Linked DNA regions of Mus musculus: region 1 is linked to region 2. A link is a contact called in public ChIA-PET data. All regions are on one chromosome and are shown on one strand. The core of a region is the stretch at or near the end of the contact, and the rest is flanking DNA. Distances in the headings are between cores, read along the strand shown.

Region 1 (6,943 bases), core at 141-2,640, 360 kb before region 2:
CTGCTCAGGTGGATACAAGGGGCCCATTTTGGGTAGGAATTGTTTGTTGAAAAACCCTAGAGTGTAGGAGCTTTTAGTGAGCTTGGGATGTCTAGGTAGCATCTTTAAAGCAGGGGCATTCTAAAACTGTCTCAATGATATTTGATACCCTGTCAATTAAAATCAGGACAGTTCAAACTAGAAGGGTAAAGGGTGGGTGTGTGGGAGCACACTGTCAACTATGCATACATAGGCTTGCAGTTGATAGAAAACCCATGAAGGGCCTGCATCAAAACTCCTGAATGTTAGCTTCTTCTTGATGCTGCTGTGAAGTACGGGAAGGAGGGATCATTCTGACTGCTCTTCCTTAGCCTTTACAGGTGAAGGAGACCAGGGCGATGCACGTGCTCTATAGGGGCGTGAGTCAGACCACCTGTGCTAGACAGGGTTCCTACTGCTGGGATAAAACACCACGGCCCAAAGCCACTTGGGGAAGAAAGGGTTTATTTTATCTTACCACTCTTAGTTCACAGTCTGTCACTGGGGAAATCAGGACAGGAACCTGGAGGTAGGAGTTGATGCAAAGGCCATGGAGGAGTGCGGCTTACTGATTTGCTCTGCAGTTTGCTAAGCCAGTTTTCTTACAGCACCTAGGACCTCCAGCTGTTGTGTGACAGAACATTTTTAGAGAGACAAGTTACGTGTCTACTCATGCCAGATAGGAATCCCATGACAGGCCAAAGTATGGCTATCACCAGTCCAACTGGTGAACCAATGAGTTTTAATGGGGTTACTTATAGGAATATGGCTAGAAGGGGTTACTCATAGGATCAGAAGTGACTCAAAGACAGCTGTTTCACTAAAGCCCACCCCAGCATGGGTAACAGCTCACAAGGCTAGGAACCTGGAATATTGCACAGCCTGCGGGCAGCTCAACAGGTTGTAGAGTGTTCTTTCTGGGCGATAAGTTTGTCCAAACCTCTTCTAGGTAGCTTAGCTTGTTTCTGCTTCTTCCAGGCAGCTGTTCTAGTCTCAGAGTCTTCTTTTCAGCTCATCCTCACTTTGGGAGAGAGTCTCAGCTTTAATGCTTACTCTACCTCATAGGAGCCTAGTGAATCTGGTCAATTTCAGGGACTTCCTAAAGCTATTTTGCATTGTTTACCTTTCTGCTTAAGGAACTTGAGGGTGGAATGTTTTAATGTTGGAGAAAACTGTTATATAGACACCAGCCCAACTCAGTATCACCCATAATAGGCAGGGCCCTATGCCTTGCCTACAGACCGATTTTATAAAGGCGTTTTCTCGTTTGAGAGTCCCTGTTCTCCAGCTTGTGTCAAGTTGACACAGAGCTGAGCAGCATAGCAGCCAGTGCTCATTGTCGTAGTTGCTACTTTCACTTTCATTCTGACAGATGTTTTTTCCATAGTTCTTACTGCCTCGTCCTCTTCTTACCTTTTGGCCTTGTGCTGCTAGCCACAGAGCAGTTTGATTCGAACCATCTCTAGTGGCATTGTAGTCAGGAAGGCAGGCAGAAAAAATGGCATGACAAAAGGACTTGACTTGCTTTGGAATTTCTTTATATTTCTCTTAAGAGGTAGTGTTCTGTGACTTGGAGCCAAACTCTGGCTTTGAATTCGGCATGCAGGGCGGACTGCTGCCCACTTGAGGTCTGGCCTAGGTTTCTTAGGTTTTTCTCGTGGGCTCTTGTGAGGGCTGTACATGAGGACAGGTGAGCGCTGCAGCCATAATGGCTTGTGTGCTTAGTGATACCTTGCTTCTCCCTGACTCAGAACAAAACCTTCTAAGTAAATAGTGTAATTTCATTCTGTTGCTATGATAAAATGTCCTGACCAAACGCAACCTAGGGGAAAAAGAGTTTGTTTGACTTAAAATTCTAGGTTATAATATATTATTGTAGGGAAGTCAAGGCAGGAATGGAAAACATCCTATCCACAGTCATGGATGAAGTAAGAAGGCTTCCTGCTCAGGACTCCTGTAGCTCACTCTTAAGCAGCCCAGGACCCAGCTCAGGGCATGGTACCACCCACATTCAAGGGGTTCTTCCCACCTCCTTTAACAATTAAGACAGTTCCCAACAGACATGCCTACCAGCCAACCAGTCTAGATCATCCCTCTGTCAGAGCCTTTCCAAGATGATTCTCGGTTGTGGCAAGTTGACATTTAAAACTATCACAGTTAAGTTTATATAATAATAAATTGTGTTAAAATTAAAAAATAAATATTATCTAGTCAAACAGGTTTTCTCTCCTTCCCTGTCTTCTTCTACTGCTCCTTCCCTCCCACCTAAGACAGCTACAAAGATTTTCCTGACTTCTGTTACAGGAGGATTTGTTTATCCTTTTGTTGTGCCTGAGGCTCTATCCTGAGTTGCACCCTGGCCCAGGTACAGAAAGAGTGAGGGAAAGGAGAGCCAGAGAGTCAGACATTAGTGAGAGTCTGGCTTCCTAACATACTTAATATTTTTTAGTAAAATCCTTTTGTTCCCCTAATAATGTTGCATTCGGATTAGAATCCTTACTGCCTTTCATTTTACTAATGTCCTGTATGAATTTCTAAAATCATTAAAAAAATTAAATTGTTGGATGAAGAGCATGGAGATCTTAATATTATTTGCTAGTGTAAAAGTAGTAATTAACAAGGTCTGAAGAAGTATAAATGCATCTCGTAAAATAATCACTTGTGGTCCTGGTGACTTGTCAGACTAGTGGGAGGCGGCCTTTGGAAGATGAGTCAGCACTCAGTACTTGCCTGGGAATGTGAGGTTCACTACAGCCGACTTAGGTGTGCAGTGGAAGGGTGGGGAGTCCTGTGGTGCTGTGCCTGGGTTCTTTGTGAAAAAGCAAGTGAAAATAACATAATATAGGCTCCTTGATGCTTTTGGTATGAGTCAGGTTTTAATATATTTTATTGGTAGACTCAGCATGCATGCCGTCATCTTTCAGCCCCACAAGTTTTTAACAATTGGCATTTATTGGTGCCTTTGACTGTTAAAGTCCTTCATGTTCCTAAATTTTTAACTGATGTTTTTGCACACATGGTGCCATGGCACTTATAAAAACGTTACTAATTGCTCTGAAAAGGTAACTTCGCTTTTACTGAGACTAGGCTGCGCTTGTAAAAGGTCTGTATTTCTGATTTACTGTGCTGAGTGTCACAAATACATATGTTCTTGCTTGGTTCCAGTTATAATGGATACAAACTATTTAAGCTGTAAAAGAAGATAAAAATAGGCTCATATTAAGTGAAAGTCCTCAGTAGATTTTGTTTCTTGAAAGTCCTGTTTGCCTAAGAAGAATGTTCTTCAAGAAAGCCTTGGCAGGGCACTGGTATGAAGTGAAGGCAGAGGCATGGAGCGTGGCTCCTGTTCTCAATCACCTCCCACTTTTTGAGTGAGCTGTTACTAGGGGTTGGTGTCTTAAGTATTCAGTTGGTACATAGATATTATCTGTTTTATTTCTACGTGGATTTTGGGCAGTGTACATCCGGCTCTAGTCTTATTGAGTCACATTTCCAACAGAAAGAAACAGTGACTAGTTTTCCCAGTACGTTTAGAAATCTGCCTTTACAAAAAAAGACAGGGTGACAGCAGGGTCATTCCTAAGAAGATCATAGAAGTGTCTCATTTAACTTAGAATTTTGTAAAAAGTAGATTGGTGGGCTATGGTACAGTGTGCAAGTCCAGAAACTATGCCTTATTTTAAAATAAAAAATTTCCCCTAATTTTAATGTAACATTTGTAAATTATGTTGTTGAAATTTAAAGCTGAACGAAATAAGCATGGCGCATTGCCTTCAAAGCGCAGCATCCGTTCTTTAACGTCCAGCAGCCTCCTGCTCTCCAGTGCTACACCCTGAGGCATGCGAGCACACAGCATGCTTTCTGGTACGTGTGTGCTTTATAGACATCCCTGCTGTATGCCTGTCTACTCAGGTGCCCTTTCTAGAAGGATGAAGTCTGAGTTGACACTGCCATCCACCAGAAACAGGGCAGCCGGTGTGAGTAGTGTCTCACTGCTTTGCTTCTGTCTTGAGAGTATCCGTGAGTTTTCATGGCGCCTCCCGGTTTCTCCCTCCCATCTCAGTGGGGAAAGTGAGTGCAGGTGGAGTCTGAACACTCATCTGCTCCCTCTCTTAGGGATCCCTCATCTCCGCGTGTGCCCTGGGAGTCCTGGCCTGAGTCAGCTGCACTTGGCAGCCCTCGCTTCTATTTTACAATTTCTAGATACACAGGTTAAAGATCAGTCTATTTTAGCTTATTTTTAAGGCTAGATTATTAAGTCAAGATGCCTTCAGCTATAGATAATGGGGAATGCCAATTTATTTGTCTTAAACAAAAAGGATATTTCTTTTTTTGCAATGTATAAAATTCAGGGGTGACACACTCTTAGTCATGCTACTGAGATTTGTGAAACTCAGGTTTGTTCCTCTGGTAAACCAGCTTCCTTCATAATTACAAAAGTTTTTCACAATTCCTGGTGTTGAAACTTGGCATAATGATGTGCAGGGGTAAACGAATAGCTTTTTTCCGAGTTCTCTTTAGAAGGGAGATCTTTCCCAGGAAGATTCTCATCAGCCTGTCTCAGACGTCACTGATCTGAGCAGGGTTGCTAAGTAAAGGGTAAAGCAAGCAGCACGTACTTGGCCCCCAGTGCAGATAGATGCTAGACTAGTGCTGTGTGGAGTGTCCCAGGAGTGGCAGCCCCATGTACGTAAGCGTAAGGAGGAAGAGAACACATCTAAAGGCCCTAGATGGAGGTCGCTGAAAGCCACCCTCAGGGAACATGTGAAATGCACACCTGGCTCAAATGGGGTTTAGTACTCACTGAGCAGAGCACAGGCCTCCGGTGGCAGTACTGGCGATGACTCTGGAGTGACCCGGCTTCCTCTCTTTTCATCCTGCCCTAGCCCTGGACCTGGAGTTTTAGAGCAGAATTACCAGGACCTGTAACCAGCAGGTAGCTTTAGCTACTAACACCAGTAAGTAACTCTTTAAAGACAGTAGCATCAGAGGCCACCAGCATGCCACGTGTGGCTGTTGTAAAGAGTGTGGAGTGTCACTCTCCTAGAAAAGCCCATCTCATACTTGCTCACATGCCTTACGCTCTTCATGAGCTTGGGATTTCTGTTGAAGGTGTGTCTTAACAAACCTGCCACAGGAGGCCTGTACTCTGCTCAGGATCCAGTGTTATCTGGGCTAAGGTTTTAAAAAATGTCAGGGAGCTCCTTAGGCTGCTGCAGTGACTGTCTCAGGTCCTGTTACCTCTGACAGAACCACATTGGGAAGGACAGATAAGACATTGGTCTCAAGTCCGTTTTCAGATAACTGGCATGTACTTGAGGATTAAAAGAAGGCAGGATTGGGGTGAGGGGTAATAGGTGTGTATGATTTAGTAGTCCTTGCCAAGGTGTGCTCTCAATGGTCACTCTCTCAGTTTAGATTCTGTATGTTTGTTGAAGAAGTTCTTGTTCTGTGTGGTGCTTTGAATAGGAATGCCCCCCCCCCCCAGACTCATGGGTTAGAATGCTTGGTCCATATTTGGGGAATGGCACTAATAGGAGCTGTAGCCTTCTTGGAGAAATTGTGTCACTGTGGAGGCTACTGTGGAGGTTTTATTTGCTCAAGCTAGGCCTTGTGTGGCAGTCTCTGTCTGCTGCCTATGGATCAAGATGTAGGACTGTCAGCCCCTTCTCCAGAACCATTCTGCCTGTGTGCTGCCATGCTACCCTCCATGATGATAATGGACTAAAACTCCCGCCCCAGTTAAATGTTTTTCTTCGTAACAGTTGCAGTGGTCATGATATCTCTTCACAGCAATAAAGCCCTAACTAAGCCACTCTGTGAGTGGGCCAGTCTGGTTCTTATAAGGTGATGACTTTAGTGTGAGTGTGCAGCCTTGCTGTCATGAAGAACTGCACTTGTCTGGGGTGGTCTGTCCAAGGTAACTAAAAATTTAAGTTAGGACTTCTGTGCCTTCTGTAATCCTGTGAGTGAGGAATCAATGTAAAACCAGCCTTTAAGTGCCTGAAATAGCCTACAGTGTGATACAGTAACTAACAGAGGAAGGGTGAAAGCCTGCCCCCGTCTGCCCCCATAGCAGTCAGCCTGTCAACTATTGGTCATGGCTAGGAAACAGAAGCAAAAATATGACCTTGGGGTGAAGATGAAGCTTTGGTCATGGTAGGCTGCTCAGCATGTGGGAGCTGTGGATGTGGTACTTGGATACTAAGGCTCTAGACGCGCGCAGAAACCCTTGAACTGCCTCGTCTTCTTTTAGTATAGGGTTGCTTCTCATTGAGAGCATGCAAAGGTGTCCGACCGTAAAGGGGCATTCTCTTTAAATTGTATAATTTTGCTTGTGCAGTCTATCAGGGCTGGGGAAACATTTTTGATAAAGGGCTCAGCAAGTCAGGGGAGTAAAGTACACACAAATATGACATGTGCCAGAGGGTATAATCTATTTGAGTCTCTGGAGCTTTTAGTGTGAGAACTGTACTCGAAGAAATTAGTCCTAAGAGATGAGCAGGTTTAGTACAGAGAAACGCTTGAATGTGAAATTGACAACTTGGACTTCATCTTGCAAACAGGGGTGTGGGTCAGCAGCAAAGCCTGCAAGGTTGTATACCTAGAGACAGGGAGTGCTCAGGACAGACATGGTGTGAACTTTTCCTGAGGAATAACAAACATCTGTTCAACTCAGCTAGGACAGTGACAGGCCAGTGTTCACCTCAGATGGGACAATGACAGGTCAGTGTTTACCTCATTTAGGACAATGACAGGCCAGTGTTTACCTCAGATAGGACAATGACAAGCCAGTGTTTACTTCAGATGGGACAATGATAGGCCATTGTTCACTTCAGTTAGTGCAATTACAGACCAGTGTTCACCTCAGATGGGACAATGACAGGGAAAAGAAATGATTCCACCTGTACTGGTTAATTTTAAA
Region 2 (6,771 bases), core at 37-2,536:
TCAAACTTTCTTTGATGAGATTTTTACTTCATTGAGATGTTGTACAAATTGCTTGATGGCAAGTTAGAGGCTCTGAAAGGGCTTGTCCAATGTTGTTATTATTCATGAGCAACTTTGAGGTTTTACAAGGAAGGGAGAGAAATCAGAGCACTCTCTACCTGGCTCTTTTCATTAGTAAGAACAAATACTGTCCAGAGACTGATGTTTGAGTTTTGTGAAAACAAAACCTAGGCCTATCATTTCAACAAAGCACCCAAAACAGAGGTAGGGCACTAACGAAAAGTCTTCTTTTTATTTATTTTATTTTTGAGAATATAATATATTAAAATATAATTATATATTTGAGATGATAATATACAATATATAATATAATTATACAATATAATATAAGTATAGTTATATTTCCCCTTTCGTCTCCCTCCCCCTAAACCCTTCCAAATACCTCTTCTCACCTTCTTTCAAAATCATGGCATCTTTTTCATTAATTGTTGTTATATACATATATGTATATATATATATATATATATATACATATATATATATATATACATATACATATATATATATACTCCTAATACATAGTTATAAACTGCCCAGTCAAATAGAATGTTATTTGTAGTTATGTTTTCTGCAATACCATTTGGTATTGGATAACTACCAATCAATATGCTCTTCCTTGGGTAAGACTATTATCCTAATAATCTACCCACACATCAATCTCCCCATTCCTCCTCCCACCCATTGTTCAACTTATCTCTCCAGTCCACACACACACATACATTCCTATCAATTCAGGTATTTCCCTCATACATTTTTAAATCTCATAAAATCAAATAATACCAATTTTGTCTAGATCTGATCTCTTAGAGGCAATCTTCTCTGCAGATTCAGAAACTGAGCCAGATAGTAGAAACTAGTCATTTGATCAAAAGAGGCCTTAGGACCACATAGAAGAGTAGAATTGGTCCAATACAACCTCAAAAATTTCAAGTTATGAGAAGTTAAATGTATTTAAGTGTTCCTTGAACTTGAATTAAAATTTCCCTTTCTCACAGGCCTCTGTTCTGGAAGGAAAGTCACACGATAGTTTTCTGTAATGCATTTACCAGTGTCTGCCCCACCTACACCCAGGACATGGTTCATCTAAGTGATAATAGACTTAAATGGTGGAACTCAACATACTTTGCTCATTACAACTTATGTGGTTTGGGGTTTTCTTGAGCAAGACAGCAACAACTATACACTGTGATGTTGCGAGGTTCCGTGGTTCAAGAAAACACACATGCTGAGGCTGAAAGGAAAGACAAGTTCTCTCGATACGGAAAGGTTCTGCCCCCCATGTGGCAATGGGGGGCGCTTGAAGTGTAAGCTTTCTGTTTTCTTTTCAAGAGTCTCAAGATTTGTGAGTTCCCAGCATACTTTCAGAGGTTTTTCAATGCAGAAGAGCCAACATTATTCATTCTATGGCCACCCTTAGGGAACAAATGAGCTGGGCCACCAAACTTGATGCTGGAGTCCCACTGAAAAGGCCTAAATTTGTGGTACATCCCCTGCCTTATAGCTGAATTCTCTACTAGATCCCATGGGATGGCCTGTAGAGTCTACACTCAGCAGGAACCTTTTATGGCATAGAAAAATGTTAGATAATGTTAATGACATACAGCTGCTTATAAACATGGACAGATAATCCGGAATCATTTTATGTCAACGCAATATGACAAAGACATATACCAGAATGTTTAGAGACAATATGCTTTCATCTGGAAGCTTTGTAGTTTACATTCACCACTGCGCCTGACACATTAGGAGTCATGTTTGCTTTCAGGCATGAGGTGCTACAGACATTCATCTTTTGTATGTGAATATGTGATAAAAGGCTGAGGAGATAGCTCAGTGGTAGAACACTGGTCTAACCTAGATTGGGTCCTGAGCGTGAAAATGGATATATACTATTTTATTGTTAAGACTCTTTTGTTCCTAAAGCCATGTTAAAAGTAAATTGACTCTATTTGAGAGAATCTGCTTCTGGGGAGTTTTTTTTTTGGGGGGGTGGTGTTTCTGGTTTCCTGTTTTGTTTGCTTTTTAAGACAAGGTTTCTCTGCGTAGCCCTGGCTATCCTGGGACTCAGTCGGTAGACCAGGCTGGCCTAAGACTTAGAGATCTGCCTTCTAAGTTGTGCCACTACCACCTAGTTGGAGACTTAAAAAAACAAATAAGAAAAAAACCCATTTGTCTGCCTTCAGTCAAACATCATCCATTTTTAGTAACTTTGTGCATAATAATTCTAAAACACATTTGTACATCCTTAAAAGTAACCCCCTCATTTATTTAGATTTTCTGAAACATTTCAAATACTAGGTTCTTGGAGGTGCTATGACATCTCCACCTGGCATCTCATCACGCATGCTCTGATGTGGTCCTTAGCAGCACTAGTGGGAATTCCATCATCCTGGGGCTCTCATGCCTTCTTCCCAGTTCTAGGAGCAGCTGTCTTAGACCATCCATGTACTTGTCCCATCAAAACCCCTGTCGTTTTCACTGAAGAAAACCACATAGTGAACAGTGACTGTCACCAGGTGCCTGGTTTACGTGTCCTCACAGGGATTCAGGGTGGAGTCTGCCCTAGATGTCCCACAATCAGATGCACCACAGTGAAGCAGCTCAGCTGGGCAGCCTGTATTCATTGACATTTCACTTTTTTACATGGAAATCAACATAGTAGAATTTTGGAAATCAATTATGTCAATTTTATCCCCTAATTGCTTTGCAACATTGGGCAATTAAATGTTCTAAAGAGAGTTAGAGTTCTTCTGGGTCCTGGCTCTTCATTAATAGACAGAAAAAAAAAAAGAAAGAAAGAAAGAAAGAAAGAAAGAAAGAAAGAAAGAAAGAAAGAAAGAAAGGATAAAAAAGAAAAGAAAGGAAAGAAGAAAAGAGAAGAGAAAAAAGAAAAGAAAAGGAACGAGTACCTTAAAGAATATAGGGGAGGGGGAAAGCTGCAAGGAGGGGGCTGCAATCTGGATAGAAAGTAAATAGATAGATAGATAGATAGATAGATAGATAGATAGATAGATGAAAATAACCATGAAAGGCAAAATAAATAAATAAATAACAAATAAATCTGGATAGAAAGTGAATAAATAAATAAATAAATAAATGAAAATAACCATGAAAGGCAAGAGAAAGAAATAAATAACAAATACCCCTTAAAGTGCCTATAGTTTCAGGAAGAAAAACAAAACAAGGAAGAAAATCTAGCCCTACAAAGAATCGATGAATCTATTGCAGGTGCCACAAGCCATCGCATGAGACACAAACATAGAACCAGGTCTCTGCAAATGTCAAGAAAGCCCAGGTGTCTGGAATAAAAGAATGAGCGTTCATCTGCTGATTCATGTTACGAATATAAAGGGCTGGGGAGATTTTCTCAGCCTCATTAATATGCTGAGGGGCTTGAGAGTCAGATGAGAAAGGAAATATCAGAGCAGAAAGGGGGACGGAAACCCCAGCAGATGTGCAACAGGGAAGTTACCCTGTGAAACCTGCAGGGTGCAGCTCTTACTGCTCAGGCATCTGGAAGACTGCTTCCCTGTTTTAGGGAATTGACTCTATCTATGTGTAGGAGTCCTTCCTCAGGGGGGCTGCCCCAAGATCTGCATTTAAAATTCACTAGGTAGATTGCTATTCTTCTAACCGAGATCTCAGACAGCAAATTGATTTAGGCTTTATGCTCAGGAGTGATTATGATTTAACCCAAATAGGAGGAAACAACATTTATAGATGATTTATATTATGTTTCAGACAGCTAAGCATAATATAGGTATGTATTTATTTGTAGATGATTTAGTATGTCTCAGACAGCTAAGCATAATATATGTATGTACTTATTTTTTTTTCCCATAGACATCTTTCAAAGGTGGGTACAAGACTACTATTCCCGTTTTATGGCTGGAAAACTAAGGCCCAGAATTTTGTTATTGTTTTTGCTGCTGGTGGTGGTGGTTTTAGACCTCAGTCCTCCCACTTCAGGCTCTTGAGTAGTGGGATTATTCTTAATTTAACACTCATACTTTAAATTGAAATTAAAAAAAAAAAGTATTGGTTATACTCACCCCCTCACTCCCACCTCACCACCCTAGCATTCCCCTACACTGGGGCATCAAGCCTTCACAGGAACAAGGGCCTCCCCTCCCTTTGATGCCCGACAAGGCCACCCTGTGCTACATATGTGGCTGGAGCCATGGGTCCCTCCATGTGTACTCTTTGGTTGGTGGTTTAGTCCCTGGGAGCTCTGGAGGGTCTGGTTGGTTGATATTGCTGCTCTTCCTACGGGGTTGCAAACCCCTTCAGCTCCTTCTTGAACTGAATTTTTAAAAAGAAACCTCAACACGAATCAATAATTTCATGGATAACACAAATGTGAAACATAAACGCCATGGGATTTAAACTCAGGTTAAAGAAAAATGAAATGAAGAAATCTGTAAGAAAAAAAAGAGATGGATCGACAGAGAGAGAATTATATTAGCAATGTGGCCAAACCCAGCAAAAACAAAAACAGGCCCTCTCTCACATGCAGATCACAGCTTATACTATATTGTATGTGTATAAATGCATGAGCTACACATGAAGTATAACCTAAAAACTAGAAAGGAGATGGAGAGGTCATAAAAAGAGATGCCAAAGAAAGGAAAGAATGGTGGAGGGACCTGTGTGATATGAAGGTGGGAAGGAGACTGGGGAGGGGAGGACACAGAGGAAGGAGGGGGTATGAGCTGGGGACAGGAATCAACTAAAACAAATGCCATTGTGACACCTAACACTTTGTTTTTTCAAGCCCAGCCACACACAGGTCCGGTATGTACACATTCACAGGTCCAGGGATGACAGCATCACCCCACCAGACAAGTCCCACTGATGAGATTCAAGCACACATTTGTTTTCATCTTGAGGCCTTGGGCTTTGTCTTTCCTTCTCCCTCCTGTCCAAGCCCTGTGTTTCTCAGGGCAGAATCTTTCCTTTTCAGCTCCCAATATTGAGGTTTGACATGGTCCCTTCCTTCCCCACATGAGACTCACATTGAATTACAAGTCACTTGTTGGGAACAGAAACTGAGCTCTGAAGCCAAAGATCATCATGAAGAACTTTTTTTTTTTTTTAATCTTAACATGTAATAAGATTCCGAACCCAGATCAAAAAACAGTTCACTGAATCCATACTGAGAGTAGAGAGCCAAGCTACCACTGCAGGAGGGCAGACGGACACCGCACGAGAGAGGTTGCAGTTTTTTGCTGGGATCTGCAGTGCACAGGGACCTTGGCAGGAAGGCCTGCATGTGACCAGTACACACGGAGCAGCTTAGATGAACTGTGCCCTTCTTCACTAGCTGGGTTTGGGACATGCCTACAAAGGACCATGCTTGGTTTAGTCCATTACTGCATTGCTGACATCATCTTGGCAATCTTAATCATTTTTAGACAAGACTTCCTCATCTCCATTTTGTGCTAGACACCTCCCCCCATCAACTGGCTTGCTGGTCAGTCTAGCCTTTGGGGGGAGAGTACCATTTGAAGACTAGCCTATCCTGGTCATTAAGTGGCCTGTTCTGCTGATGTGAAACTATGGCCTTTGCCAGCTCCATTCCTAACACAGATTTCTAAAAATGAAAAAAAAAAAAAAGTTCCCTTAGTTGGCCTTAGTTGGTTGACATAGCAGCCCAGTTATCTGAGGGATTCTCAGTTGGATTGTCTCAATCAGATTGGCCTGGGGCTGTGTCTATGGGGCATTTTCTTGATAACAGATGCAAGATTGCCCATTCAAATATGGGCAATCCTGGCCCTGAGGTGTGGTCCTGAGTTCCATAAAATGCTGGCTGAGCAAGAGCCAGAGGGGCAAGGCATTTCTCTGGTTTCTGCTTCAAAGTCCTGCCTTGGATTCTTGCTCTGGTTTCCCCCGGACGGACTATAAACTATAAGCTAAAATAAGCCCTTTCCTCCCCTGAGTTGCTTTGAGTTGGTGTTTTATCACAGTGGCAGAGAAACAAGTGCAAACAAACAGCCTTATTTTTCCTTCTTGCCGTCTAAAGCTTAGAACCCACAGGCTCCAGATAGTTTTTCTATATCTTCACTGAGTCCAGGACTTCCAGCATGACCTGAAAGAGGTCAGAGCACTGCCTTCTTTGGGGAATTTGAAAATGCCTTCTCATTTGGCTTATTATTATTATTTCTTATTGCAGGTTAGTGTCTGCTTCAGATCTGTTTACATAGAAATGGCTTCTGGGAGATGCTTTGAAGAGTATCTAGCCACATATCTGTCACTGACCTCAAAGTCATCCTTAGCCAATGGCCTTCCCTGTTGCTAACAGAAACCAAGAAGCCCATTGGCTAGTGTTTTCTTGAACTATGTTTGCACAGGAGCTTCAATACAACCACAGTCAGATGCTTGCCCTCTGGGAAACACATTGAAACACCCTGAATTGTTCCTTTGACAGGGAATAGGAGGGAGAATTGCTTTCCAGGTTTGATGATGACAGTACTGTGAAGGTCACTCCCGGGCAGGTAGAACTTAGAAATGCAGTACTCCCCAAAGCACTTGGGCCCCAAGGCACAAAGTTGGGTATGCACTCATGTAAAGCCTCCAGGCCTTTCTTCATTCCCTACTGAGGCCGAGAACACTCTCACCTCCACACGAGCTCTCTCAGTGGAAGGAAGGCTAAGCATAAGCCAACAGTGTGTAAAGCTCCCAGTGGGCTCGGACCCCTGCCCTGATATTATC

Evidence for each region. ChIA-PET counts read pairs in DNA pulled down with a chosen protein or histone mark.
Region 1: a contact with region 2 is called in an RNA polymerase II ChIA-PET map of memory CD8 T cells, with 69 read pairs. The contact joins two enhancer-like sites. A contact is called at or near these places in 1 of 39 promoter capture datasets (pre-B cells), 1 of 15 datasets of contacts at CTCF or cohesin (large pre-B cells), 1 of 484 Hi-C or Micro-C datasets (B cells), 4 of 115 datasets of contacts at active chromatin or transcription factors (Th17 cells, effector CD8 T cells, large pre-B cells and 1 more) and 2 of 9 other capture datasets (adipose tissue and liver).

The regions. Positions count from the first base shown.
Region 1 is chr13:30,927,623-30,934,565 of GRCm38.p6, reverse strand. All of the region lies in intron 4 of Exoc2 (exocyst complex component 2), which reads left to right. Among named protein-coding and RNA genes, the nearest start is that of Hus1b, 17 kb to the left of the region's middle. Within about 2 kb of position 1,390, at least 75 of the 459 cell types and tissues checked have an H3K27ac peak or open chromatin away from gene starts, as enhancers often do. A contact at or near this core is called in memory CD8 T cells, where this site is marked.
Region 2 is chr13:30,569,971-30,576,741 of GRCm38.p6, reverse strand. No RefSeq gene overlaps it. Among named protein-coding and RNA genes, the nearest start is that of Uqcrfs1, 28 kb to the right of the region's middle. Within about 2 kb of position 1,286, at least 8 of the 459 cell types and tissues checked have an H3K27ac peak or open chromatin away from gene starts, as enhancers often do. A contact at or near this core is called in memory CD8 T cells, where this site is marked.